Linked DNA regions of Mus musculus: region 1 is linked to region 2. Evidence: chromatin contacts called from public HiChIP or PLAC-seq data. All regions are on one chromosome and are shown on one strand. Each heading gives the region's core, a stretch centred on a gene start, on an enhancer-like site or on the middle of the called end of the contact. The rest is flanking DNA. Distances are from core to core; before and after follow the strand shown. Region 1 holds the start of Smurf2 (SMAD specific E3 ubiquitin protein ligase 2). Region 2 overlaps Smurf2 (SMAD specific E3 ubiquitin protein ligase 2).

What was found. HiChIP or PLAC-seq counts read pairs in DNA pulled down with a chosen protein or histone mark.
Region 1: an H3K4me3 HiChIP or PLAC-seq map of the SCID.adh cell line shows a contact between it and region 2, with 12 read pairs. The contact joins the promoter of Smurf2 here to the enhancer-like site in region 2. A contact is called at or near these places in 5 of 39 promoter capture datasets (the C10 cell line, the HPC-7 cell line, cranial neural crest and 2 more), 2 of 15 datasets of contacts at CTCF or cohesin (CD8 T cells and the NIH/3T3 cell line), 41 of 484 Hi-C or Micro-C datasets (the AML12 cell line, the Ba/F3 cell line, the C2C12 cell line and 26 more), 9 of 115 datasets of contacts at active chromatin or transcription factors (CD8 T cells, the SCID.adh cell line, astrocytes and 5 more) and 2 of 9 other capture datasets (adipose tissue and liver).

Annotation. Positions count from the first base shown.
Region 1 is chr11:106,916,368-106,922,540 of GRCm38.p6, reverse strand. It overlaps Smurf2 (SMAD specific E3 ubiquitin protein ligase 2), which reads left to right and starts at 1,826. Exons shown (of 19, transcript NM_025481.3): 1 at 1,826-2,360. The coding sequence starts at 2,309.
Region 2 is chr11:106,868,618-106,875,432 of GRCm38.p6, reverse strand. Smurf2 (SMAD specific E3 ubiquitin protein ligase 2) reads left to right here. Exons shown (of 19, transcript NM_025481.3): 3 at 3,823-3,931; 4 at 6,765-6,815. Among named protein-coding and RNA genes, the nearest start is that of Smurf2, 49 kb to the left of the region's middle. Within about 2 kb of position 1,787, at least 6 of the 459 cell types and tissues checked have an H3K27ac peak or open chromatin away from gene starts, as enhancers often do. A contact at or near this core is called in the SCID.adh cell line and Th1 cells, where this site is marked.

The DNA of each region.
Region 1 (6,173 bases), core at 577-3,076, 47 kb before region 2:
ACAAACCATCTCTTCAGCCCTGACTGAATGGTTTAAAAGCATTATTCTTAGGGAAGTCTAAACGGAATTGTCTGAACCTATGCCCATTTCCCTGAGCCGCCACATATGTGAAGGTATTGCTTAAAACTCACAACAGTCTTCCACCCTCCCACCCCCTGCTAGGCTTCCGACCATTTTCTGAAATCTTAACTTCCATTTCCCAATACAAAGCTACAAATTATGCTAGTGGGTGGTTGGGAACAAAGTGTGGGCCATAAGAACCAGGGAAAGGAAGAGTGCATACATCAGCCTGCTCAGTTTATTGTCTCAGCCTAGCGTTTGAAACAGTGATGTAGCAATTGTTCTATCGCCACAGTAACTTTTGTGGGAATTATTTCCTGAGCCTTCAGATCTTACATTGCACAAAGAAGTGTTTAAGGGCCCTGTTCATTGCTTTGTGAATAATAAGCACTTAGTATTTCTTGATTGAATTTTTAGAGCTGTCCCTTGTATTTTAAGTCTTACTGCTAGAACTTATGATTTTGGGATCACTTTAATCCGTAGGAGTGTTTTTAGACCGATGAAACGCTCTTGGATTTCACCTGGAGAATGAAGTGTCTTAACTGGTAGATTTTAAGTCACCATTTGCAATGTTTTAGGATTAAAATGTATTAGGCTTCAATGAACAGTTTAAACGGCATTAATGTTATAACAGCTTTAAAGCAAAGCTAACATGGATATAAATCCACACTCTTTTTTTTTTTTTTTTTTGGTTTTTTGAGACAGGGTTTCTCCGTGTAGCGCTGGCTGTCCTGGAACTCACTTTGTAGACCAGGCTGGCCTCGAACTCAGAAATCCACCTGCCTCTGCCTCCCAAGGCATGCGCCACCACTGCCCGGCACAAATCCACACTCTTATCCTTAGTTTGCATTATTACTCTTGCGTGCACATAAAACTTGTATTCTCCATTTAAACCCTGCATTACATATAAAGTCTGACATGTTACATGGCTACCACAATTGCCATTTAGATGGCTGCATAAAAATGTGTTGCAGTTGATGTAATACAATTCACTATTAGGCTGCACTCTCACCCCAACCTTGCAAAACAAAATCCCAAAACAACCTGCATTATTTATTTGTCCAGAATAAGTTCTTATTAGTTGTAAGTCACCGCGTCAGAGTTACAGTCCTATTCATTTTCTTTTTTCCTCCTGGGACAGCAAAATACAGTACTGCGTGAGCTTTCCACACTATATCCACCTATCTTGTTCACAGTCTTTGGCCGCATTTGTATTATCTCCCTATGCTTGTCCTGGGCAGGGTTGGGGGAAGAATCGAGCAGGTAGGTAACCGGATATGGAGCACCAGGTGAGCCTGTGGAGGTGGCAATTACAATACTCAGAGCTAAGCACTCCTGGGAATTTGCTGGAGCGTTCGATGTGGGAATAGCATCTTGGCGAATTAATTCTTCGGACTTGGGTCTAACTTTACTCTCGCCAGCCTCTCAGAGCGCGCAGTGGGAGTATTACTCGGGCATTCTGCCCTGTAGGGACACAGGCGATCTTTCAGTGAGCTAGCTGGTCAGTAGGCCCCTCTGGTGCCATCGAGCCGGCGCCGCCGGGCGGTGTAGTTCGGGGCCCAGTCTGGGCCGTGGCGCACGCGCTGCCCGCAGCTCGCGCGGAGCCAGGCCTTCCTCTGGCGCCCCAGGCGCAGGAGACCTCGCCCACAAGCCCGCCCCCTCGCCGGCCCCGCCCACCGCAACCCCGCCCCGCCCGCCGGCCCCGCCCCCGTCTCCTCCCCGCCCCCAGGAGCCGACGAGTGGCGGCGGCGGCGGCGGCGGCAGCGGCTGCGGCCCCAGGACCGGGTTCTCTCAGACAAGAGGGCGGGCGGAGGAGGAAGCGGCCGAGCACCCGCCCGCCTCAGCAGACTTCGCACCGTCCGCTCCCAGGCCTCGCGGCACCGAGAAGGGGAGACCGAGGCGGACCGCGAGGACAAGAGGCGGCGGGGGCGCGGGGCGGAGGCGGCGCGGCCGGCCGCGGCTGCCGCTTTGTTGTGTGGCCCGGGCCGAGGAAGCAGAAGTGGGAGGAGGGGGGAGCTCTGCGTCCCGCTCCCTCCGCGGCTCATGGCGACGGCGCTCGGCACATCCGGGACCCTCCGGCCCTGGCGGCCGCGGCGCGGGCTGTTCGGACCCCGGCCCCGGCCGCTGTGGTGACTCCTCTGCGCCTCGCCGTCGGCCCAGCCCAGCCCAGTCCGCCCGCCCGCCCGCCGGCCCGCCGGCCGCGAGCGCCGCCGCCGCCGCCGCCGCCACCTCCCCCGCCGCTGGGGACATGTCTAACCCCGGAGGCCGGAGGAACGGGCCCGTCAAGCTGCGCCTGACAGGTGAGCTGGGCGGGCGGCTGTGGCGCCTGTGGGCAAGCAGAGGGCCGGGGTCGCGGTCGGTGGTGGCGTTGGACGGGAATCCGGGCGTGGGAAGGCCTAGTTTAGGGAGTCATTGGAGAACCACTTAGCTGGGGTTGGGAAATTCTTCAGAACGCCCAGTGTGTGGCCCGTGGGTCTCCCGTGGAGGGCGGATTTGAGGTCCTGAAGTCTCGTTTCCTGGGGTCACAGGAGCAGCCCCTGGGCTCCTGCCCAGGTGGGGTCGGGAAAGGGATTACTGAATCCAGTTGCTGACTGCGCGCGGTAAACACTCCTTAAACATGGAGTGAGTGCTTAACGGGAGAGTGCTTGTGTTCCCGGGTTGTTAACTTGGACACCTACCTATGCCCGGCAGTGAAACCTTTACTCTCCAGTGCTGCCAACCTCTGTGGCCAGTGCCACACACCTTAAACGCACGTCTCTGGGAGGGAGGGACCGAGACTGTGGTTGGCTTTTCCGGCGTGTCTGCCTGATCCCACGACTCCCGGCTCATTGTACACTCTGTGTTTTGGAAGTTGTTTGATTGTAGGGTAGCATGTTTGGGGTTGTTCCTTGTAGGCCGCAGAACTAGTTGCTCATGTCTTAACTCCAGACCTGGTTTAGAATCCCTTGCTTTGCAATGTGTTTCTCAGTCTGGACGCATACGAACTTTTAAGCTAACTTTCACTAGTCCTCTCCACACTTCTCACCCTCTTTCTAAATGGAAAGGAATGCTCAGAGGGATTTGGGAAAGACTGTTTAATGTTCCCAGCTGCAGGGAGTTGTTAACATATTACAGGTATAATTTGCTTACGATGCCACTTCTGATATTCTTCCGTGGTCAACGTCCCCCTCCTTTTAAGGAAAAATTGCGTTTGGTTTAAAGCGTGTAATTGAAACTATTGTCCCTCTGCTAGCTAGTCACGTCATTCACAGCAAGTAAATTGTCCACATTTATATTCAGATGTGTGGTGAAGAAGACGGCATTTTGTAGTTGGTTCATATGCATTTGCGCCAGCGAAGGATAAGCTGTAATTATGTTTGCCCACACTAAACTTTGAGATTTCTGTGGGTGAACTTTGTAGTTGAATGTTTGTGTGTTAACCGGCAGTCCATCGGCTGTACTTTCTAGGTAGCTTGAAGTGAATTTGGTATTTGAGAACTTAGTTGGAATGTATGTTGGCTACAGAGTAAAATACTTTACTTTTGAGGCTGAAGAGATGGCACAGTAGTTAAATGTATCCTGTTCTCTAAGAGGACCTGAGTTCTAGTCGCAACACCCCAACCCAGGTCCTCGGCTCACTATCACCTGTAACTCTAGCTCCAGGGGATCTGATGCATCTGGCCTCCCACAAGCACCTGCACTTAGGTACACATACCACCTCTATCTCCAGTAATTAAAAAATATACATAGTATTGACCTGGAAGCCTTTTTTTCCCTAGGGAAAATTACAAGGTATTATTAACACTGGGTGGGGGGGGTGCTTTGATTTTCATCTTTATTGTGTTCATTTGGGCGGGGGGAAGTCAGCGGAATACAATTATAAAGGATCCTTGGTGCTCTAGTTTATATATTAATGTTCTTATTAGGCACGCCTTTGTCAATAATTACAGAAAGAAATTGTGAGTGTAGGTGTGCAAAAGCCATCAGAAATGGATGTTATTTATTTCCTTCTGGGATATATATATATATATATACACACACACACACACACACACACATATATACATATACATATATATACACATACACACATATATGTGTATGGGAGAGAAAAGAGGGGTTTGGGTTTTCTTTGGATAAAATGAGTTCTGAGGTGGGCTGGAGAGATGGCTTAGTAAAGAGCACCCTCTGTTCTTCCAAAGGACCCAGATTCAATTCCCAGCACCCAAATTCCAGTTCACAACTGTCTGTAACTCCAGTCCCAAGGGATCTGACACACTCACACCAATGCACATAAAATAAAAATAAATTATTAAAAAATGAGTTCTGAGGTTTTAGTATTTGTCAGACTTTGCGAAAACTATTCACAGGCAAATTTCCCAATAGTTTTAAGAAACAGAGTAGTTCAAATGAACTAAGATGTACTGAAAATGAACTGAGAGTACATTTATGTACTGTGTGTGTGTGTGTGTGTGTGTGTGTGTGTGTGTGATGGCCATGGAACGTGTGTGCTGGATAGGACAAGGTGAGATCTCCTTTTCTATCTTACGAGTCTTCCCAGTCCAACTCAGGTCATCAGGCTGGAGAGGAAATACCCTCCCCCCTCAGCCAGCTCAGTGTTCTGAGGGTTGGTTAGTGTGATTGAGTAGCTCTTATATTTATCTGTCATTTTTTTCCTGCATATGAGAGTTTATACAGATTTATGAGTGACATTTGTGAGGTAAACATTATAACCACCGCACTATGGAAACGTCCCCTCAGTGAAGTTTGAGAGGAAAAAGATCACACTAAGTTTCTGAGCAAGAAAATACATTAGACTAAATTTATAGAGTGATTTTGTACACTTAGCTTTTTCTGAAGAATTTTAAATATCTGTCCTCTCCTCTTAATTGTAAAAACAGTTTGAACTACTCTCAGTTTCCTAAAACTATTGGGAATTTGCCTGTGAATAGTTTTCGCAAAGTCTGACAAACACTAAAACCATTGTCTCTTTGATTGCATATGATGGAATCTCCTGTTTTGCAGGGAGCGTTAACTTACATTTTTTCATTTTTGTTCGTCATTTACAAATTAAATAGTATAAATTTTAACAAATAGATCTTAAGAGCTGGATTCAATTAGCAGCTTTTTAGGACACAAACATAAAAGGGTTAGATGGAAAAGATTGTTTTGACTGACTGGATAAATGACAGGGCTGTGTTTGATGTGCGTCCAGGACTTAGTCTGGAGCTGGTGCCCAACTTCTCAGTCCATCTTGAGAAGCCAAATAAAATATTTAACCTAGGACTCTTTCTGTTTTTTAAAAAAAAGTTGATTCTTTGTTAAGACCTTAAGAAATGTTTGGCATACCTTTAGATTAAGTGTTTAACAGTTCATTTGGATCTGGACTCCCTAATCGAGGAAAAAAACTTAAAGAAAAGAAATCCCACAGTGAACTTTTATTTGGTTTATAATACACTTGGGCTATAAGATGTTTTAAGATTACTGCTTTTTACTTTAAGTTAAAGCCATTTAAAAATTTACATTTATGGAATACCTTTGATTCCACAGTACTTTATGAACTGCAGTTAATTATATCCTTAATGGAGAATCGCCCATTGCTGAAAGGTGCTAACAATTCTTTTCATAGCCAGTCTCTGCCTGTCCCTGTCTCAGCTCCCCCCCCCCCCCCATCTCTGCTCACTATGGATATGTTCCATAGACTATTACTAAAATCCACCCATTAGTAAATTGTGATATTGTTGAAGAAGTTGAGACGAATTTATTTTCAAATGAGATTCCTTAAACCATTGGTGAATATATGGTATGTGCTATCAAGTTACTTCTTTTAGCTTTTATGACACATTAACATTTGGTCATTAAAATGGGCTATCTGGGAGCGCTATTAATTTTAGTTTGTGTGTTTAGAGTAGGAATGGCTTGGTTATATATGTGTAATTTATAGTGTGATATATAATATAGGCTTTCCTACAACATTAAGAAAGGATTTTAGTTGAAAATATTCTATATATTTGGTTATAGTAAAAAAATTAGATAAATTTTTATACCCTTACTGTTTTTGAAAATCAAATTCTGGAAAATACAGTTTAGTGTAGTTTCTAAAATAACAGATTACTTATCCAGAACTTTTATTT
Region 2 (6,815 bases), core at 538-3,037:
AACATACAGTCCTTCTGATTCTGTCTTCTGAGTGTCAGAATTACAGGCATTAACAATGCCCAGAAGTTGTGGAAGTTTTGTAGTTTCATTTAGGATTAAGTTTTGTGAGGGCGGATTGGGACATTTCCTTATATTTACTAAAAATCTCAATCTATAATCTCTTTCCCTCTTCCTCACTTTGTGTTTTTTGTTGTTTTGAGGTAGAGTTTCATGTAACCCCATCTGGCCTTGAGTTCTTGAGCATTCTGTGTAGTCTCTGCCAGCAGATTGATAGTGTGAATTGTAACCGTATAATTTCATACTTTACATTAGCTTTAAATTATCCATTAACAGTCAAAAGATTGTAAATAAAAACCTTCAGCCAAAAATTTTACATGTAAAATATTTGAAATTAGAAATAACTTTTATGGGCTGGTGACCTGACTCAGAGGTTAAGAAGAGCACTAGCTGCTCTTCCAGAGGTCCTGAGTTCAATTCCCAACAACCACATGATGGCTCACTACCATCTATAAGGGGATCTGATGCCCTCTTCTGGACTGTGGATCAGAGCACTCATGCATTAAATAAATAAATTAAAAACAAACAAACAAGCAAACAAACTTTTATTAGATTTTAAATCTAAGTTCTGTCAGCTTACAAAAAACAGCATGTTGGGTATTTCATATGATGTTAGGTAATATTTTCAGGTTGGTTAAAAGGGATAGAAATTCTCAGGGCTGGAGAGATGGCTGAGCAATTGAGAACACTGGCTGCTTATCCAGAGGCCCCAGGTTTGATTCTCCACACCCACATGGAGGCTCACTACCATTGTAACTCCAGTTCCAGGGGATCCGACCCCCTTTCTGACCTCTGAAGGCACTTCATGAAAGTGGTGCACAGGCATATGTGCAGACAAAACACTCACATATATAACAATAATATTTTAAAAAAGGAATCATTTTTGACACATTTTAAGTCCATAATTAATTTCATTTATTAATTTCTATCTTTCTACAGTAGACTTGATTTTAAGTTTAAAGAACGTAATTGTATAAAACTCTAGTTATGAATGTTTATGTTAACTTTGTGTTTATATGGGTAAGTGTGGAATAGGATAACTTTAAGTAGAGGAGGGCAGCCTTCCACTTCTGTGCCATATTCTGTTTACCCCACAAACATTTCACAGGAGAGGAGGGCTCAAGGGCCGTGGAACTCCCCAGTTGTATCTGCTAACACCAATTTTATTCTCCTGGGCTGCTCCTTAATTATACTTCCCTGTCATTAGTAACCTAAAGGCCGTGGTAAGATGGGACTTTGTGATTTGTGTGGGTGAAGCTGCAGGGGGGCAGGGAGGCTTGGATGTGGTGCCAACCAGGACAAAGCTGACACTTGCTTTTAAGACATTTGCTCACATTTTGAAGATAAAATCTTCAGTTTTATTTTTTAGTTTTCTTTCCTTTTCAGATTCTTTCCCTTTCCCCAGAGCCCCATTCACAGCTTCTCTCATAAAATGACCAGATAGTCTTGTCTCAGTGTCCTCAGAAGTCACTCTTTGTAAGTCTCCAAGAACTGACAGTGACTCCTTGTAGAGTCTTTTTGTGCTTGAATAGTAGGTGAAAGAAAGAAATCCTAGTTCATTGGTGTAGGCAGTAAAAACTGTGAAGATAAGAGTGTGAGCTTGCTTCAGGCATAAGGTTTAGAGGCAACATAATTATTTTTAAAACTCAAAATGGAAGCTACCTGGCATACTAGAAAGGGAAGCAACCACAGTTAGCCCAGGCCTCCCTTCCAGAGGAGCCAGCCAAGGATGGCAGTGACTTGAGGCTCACCGTGACTAATGTTCCAGATACCTGCACTTCAGGGTGTCTTTGACCTGTTTAAAAGTTTTGTCTACCCACATTTATCTGAGAGGAAGACAGTAGATCTTAAACTTTTTCTACTATTGACTATGTTTCCTGATCAGAGTAGAGATCTAAAAAGAAAAGATTTATTTATTATTTTAATTTTAAGTGCATGAGTGTTTTGCTTACATGTAAGTGTAGGGCCTGCATCCCTGGTGCCACTGGAGGCTAGGAGAGGGTGCTGGTTTCCTAGATGTGTATTTGTGGACAGTTGTAAACCATTATCAGTGTTAGAAAGTGACTAACAATTGCTTTTAACTGCTGATGCATCTCTCTAGTACTTTGATGATTATTAATTATAATTATTAATAGTAAATATAGTTAACTTTTTGGTTATAATTTAAATTGTGTTCAGTGATTAAAGTCCATTTTAAGGTGGTGTATGTGTCATGTGTCATGATACATGTGAAGGTCAGAGCTCTGCTGCTCTTTCGTACCTGTGTGTGCTCTGCATCCATTGTTCTTTCTCCCTGTTCAAATCAGGCTGTCTTCTGGCTTCATAAGCTTTTCTCTTGAACAAATAGTAAATGGGTGGCGTTTCTGTTTTTCATCACTGACAAAATATTTCAAAGAATCAACTTAAAGGAGGAACTGGAGTTTTGGTTTTGGGGGCGTTCTTTTTGTTTGGTTTTGGTTTTGTAGCTCATGGTTGTAGAGGTTTTCAGCTCATGCCTAACTGGCTCAGTTCATGTGGGCCTGTGATAAGGCAGACCACGTGGCAGGGAGGACACGGTAAAGCTGCTCACTTCACCATGGCTGGAGAGCAGAGATGACAGGGAGGAGACGGAGTAGGACAATGAGATACAGCACCAGAGCTATACCTCAAGGACTCAGTTCCTTCAGCAGGGTCTCATTACCTCCCAGAATAGACCATCATGAATGCATCAGTGGTTACTCTCGATAAGGTCAGGGTCCTCATAAACCAGTCCCTTCCCAACTACCTCTGGGTATTGCTGTAGTAAGGACCAATCTAACATAGCCATTGGAGTATTCTCCAGATCCAAATATATAATATAATATAATATAATATAGAATAGTTGCAACCCCTTTAATACAGTTCCTCATGTTGTTGTGACCTCCAACCATAAAATTATTTTATTATTACTTCATGACTATAATGTTGCTGCCCTTATACATCACAGTGTAAGTACCTTGTTTTCTGATGGTTTTAGTCAACCCCTGTGAAAGGGTCCTTTGATTCCCCCGAAGGGGTTGCAACTCACAGATTGAGAACTGCTGCTTTAGACTTTGTTCATACTTCTCACTACTATGTGTACATTGAGCTAGTTATGATTTGACATTTAATCTTTTTTCCTTCATTTGTAAAATAGAGATAACAACACTCATTTCCCTTAGAGGATATTGTAAACATTTAGGACAAAGCATTTTGAATAATTCCCATTGTGTTTGCTGTTTTAGTCAGATAGCCAAGCATTTCCTTACTGTTGATTTCCTTTCCTGTGTTTGCTATTTTCATTTTTTCCTTTGTGGTGTCTCTTATTACTTGGTAGCAGTTTTTAAGCAGTTTGACTTTTTGGAAATTAATGTTCTGTGTGACAACTATGTTTAACAAGCCCTTTAAATGAGCTACTAAGACAGTTGTGTCAAAGGAAAGAGTGGGGATGTTTGAGCATTCACCTTCTCAGAATTTAATGGCTGCTTACAATCCTCAAGTACCCAGGTACCATCTAGACCATGGTAGTGTTTAACAGAATGCTCCAAGTTGGGAACAAGAAAAAAACATACAGTTTAATATCAGCTGTGGAAGTGACCTCAATGTTTGCTTAAAATAGCCCCTCACCCTCTGTGTGTATGAATCTGTGTGTTTGAATGTTGGAATGGAAAAATCTTTTATAGCAAATAATAATCCTCATGTAATTAATCTTTTCTCTTACATGTCAAATTATTTTTTTAGTTTAAAGTACTTCCCTTTTCCCCACAGGTCTTCCTGATCCATTTGCTAAGGTGGTAGTTGATGGTTCTGGGCAGTGCCATTCTACAGATACTGTGAAGAACACACTTGATCCAAAGTGGAATCAGCATTATGACCTGTAGGTATAAATGATTAATTTGAAATGAAATGCAGAATTAATGTAATATAATCTCTTAAAAGAATCATGGAAAATGCTTTCAGTTTGTATACAATATAGTTTCTTTTTTCCTTTTTGTTTTTCAAAATAGTGCTAAATATTGAGCCTTGGGTCTTAAACATGGTAGGCAAGCACTCTATCACTGAACTATACCCTCATGTCCTTTTTCACTTCTATGTATTTTATCTGAGGTTTGTCTTACTAAGTTGCTCAGACAGACCTTGAACTTGGAATCTTCCTTCCCTTCTAAATAGCTAGGATTGCAGGCCTGCCAATATACGGGCTCAGCCTTATGATTTGACATCTATAAAAGAGGAGCTAAACCCAGTGGAAAAGTGCTTTGAATTATTGTTGAACAAGACAGGCAGGTAGGCATGTGCACCTGACTTACACACACACGCACACACACACACACACACACACACAGAGTTAAAAGAAGGAAAACATATTTTGAAAAAGTTACAGCCATATTTCTTGATAGATTCAATTTACCTTTTCTTGAAGACTAGTGATGTTGGACATCTTTTCATGTGCTCGATGAAACTTATTTTTTAGTTAGTATTAACTGGCTACCTAGGGAGGTCTATCTTAGATGTGGAGGGGACAAGATCAGAGTAACAGTTGAGATCATTTTGTTAAATCTTTTCGTTACATTGGGTAGGCCTAGAAAGGATAACAATTATACTTTAGCCAAAATCTTGACTGCATATATAATACTGTATTCTACATGATAATATTATGTTCCCTTATGGAGATATTCCTTATGTTAGACCCTCTTAAATTTTGTTTTTAAATTTTGTACTTGTTGGAGAAGTTGAGGTTCTCTAAAATAGAGATTTCTAAAAGTAGAGTGCAGTGGTGCCTATAGTGCTGCCTATTCAGGAGGGTTGTTACGTTCTCAGCCCCTGAATGGACAACATAGCAAGACTCTTTCTTAAAAACACCACCACCAACAAAAAGTGTTTAGCTTACAGGTTTAAAAGAATTCATGTTTTTTCAAGCCATGTGTTTTAAATATATAACTTTTCTTTAAAATGAAAACAGAGACTGCCTAAATGCAATTTCTACTTAGTTTCTGACCTTGAAATATTTTGACAGAATGTTTTTGACTTGTAAAACGTAAGTGCTTAAAGTTATTTTCAAAAGGCTTCTAACTAGAAAATTATTACAGTTAAGAATTTCAGATCTTTTTGTATTATAGTAAACATAAAGGATATGTTGGTACATGTACTAAATAGATAAGAGTTCCTTAGGCGGGCTGGTGAGATGGCTCAGTGGGTAAGAGCACCCGACTACTCTTCCGAAGGTCCAAAGTTCAAATCCCAGCAACCACCCGTAATGAGATCTGACTCCCTCTTCTGGAGTGTCTGAAGGCAGCTACAGTGTATTTACATAAAATAAATAAATACATCTTTAAAAAAAAAAAAAGAGTTCCTCAGGCTACTGAGTAGTAGTGGACTACTGAGGCCTCAAGAGTCACTATTTTAGAATAGCTGCAAACCAGTTAGGAAACTCGTGTGTGTGTGTGTGTGTGTGTGTGTGTGTGTGTGTGTGTGTGTGTGTGTGTGGTATTACTTGTTACTATGTGGTATAACATGAAGTAGTTACTTACCAGTATGTATCTGGTAGATGTTTTTGAAAATTGATGTATGTCTACTCTATGACAGTTTAGAACATCTCATTTGTAAGCAGTAGACTCAATAGAAACTAGCTTCATTTTAGAGCCAGGTTTGATGGCCCACACCTGTAATCCACCACTTAAAGCAGAGATGCAGGAGGAAGGCAATCTGGTCTAAACAAACAATAACAAAACAGGCCTAGGCATGTAGAGTATTTGCTAAGCATGTATAGAGAGAGCCCTGGGTTTGATCCCAGCATTACCTAAAACTAGATATAGTAACACATCCCTATAATCCCAGCACTTGGTAGGTGAGAGCAAGATCACATAGTGAGTTCAAGGCCAGCCTGGGCTGCATTAGACCATCACTCAAAGCAACAAAACAAAGGGAGAAAAAACCCTTAGTTTTTATAAAGCAAATGTATTGACTTGTATCGAAAGAATGTCAGGGTGACCACTTTTAGACACACTGGATCCAGGGCTTAAGCGCATCTTCCACGTTCCTTGTTTTTATTTTATTGAGTGATAGTATAAGATCAAGGTTGCTGGACCAAAAATGTGACCTCTTAGAATCACTGAAATAAAGTTAGGTTCTGATCACGTGATTATGTTATAACCATGTTTTTGCATGACTTGATGCCATGTTAATAATTGGCCGTGATAGAGCTTTTATATACTTGCAGGCATATGCACAGACAAGTCTAGTAACGCTTTTCCCTGCTCTGCTTGTCTGCAGGCAGTGAAGTGAAATCTACAAGAGTCCTGCTCGCTCAAGGCCTGCATATAGGGAAGAAGCAGGGGAAAAGCGTTACAAACAGCTTTGTTCTGCAGCATTAAAAATGTAACAGGTAGGTCAGATTTTTGGTCTATCAGCCTTGACAGTGCCTCTTGAAGGTAAACTAAGTCTCTGAATGACATTCCCAAACCCTAAAATAGCTTTTTCGTTTTTAAAGTTTTTACCCAACATGAGATTGGAAAAAAAGGGATTATATTAAAAATTATTTTAAATGTTTTTAAAGTTTTAAGTTCGGTACTTTGGATTTATTGAATTCAAAACATAGTTTGCTGCTTTTAGCCATATTCTGAAATATATTTAGGATGCTAGGATATTAAAAAAATTAAATTGTATACTATTTATAATTACCAAGTTATTCATGTAGCTGTTTTGCCTTTTAGGTATATCGGAAAGTCTGATTCAGTTACGATCAGCGTATGGAATCATAAGAA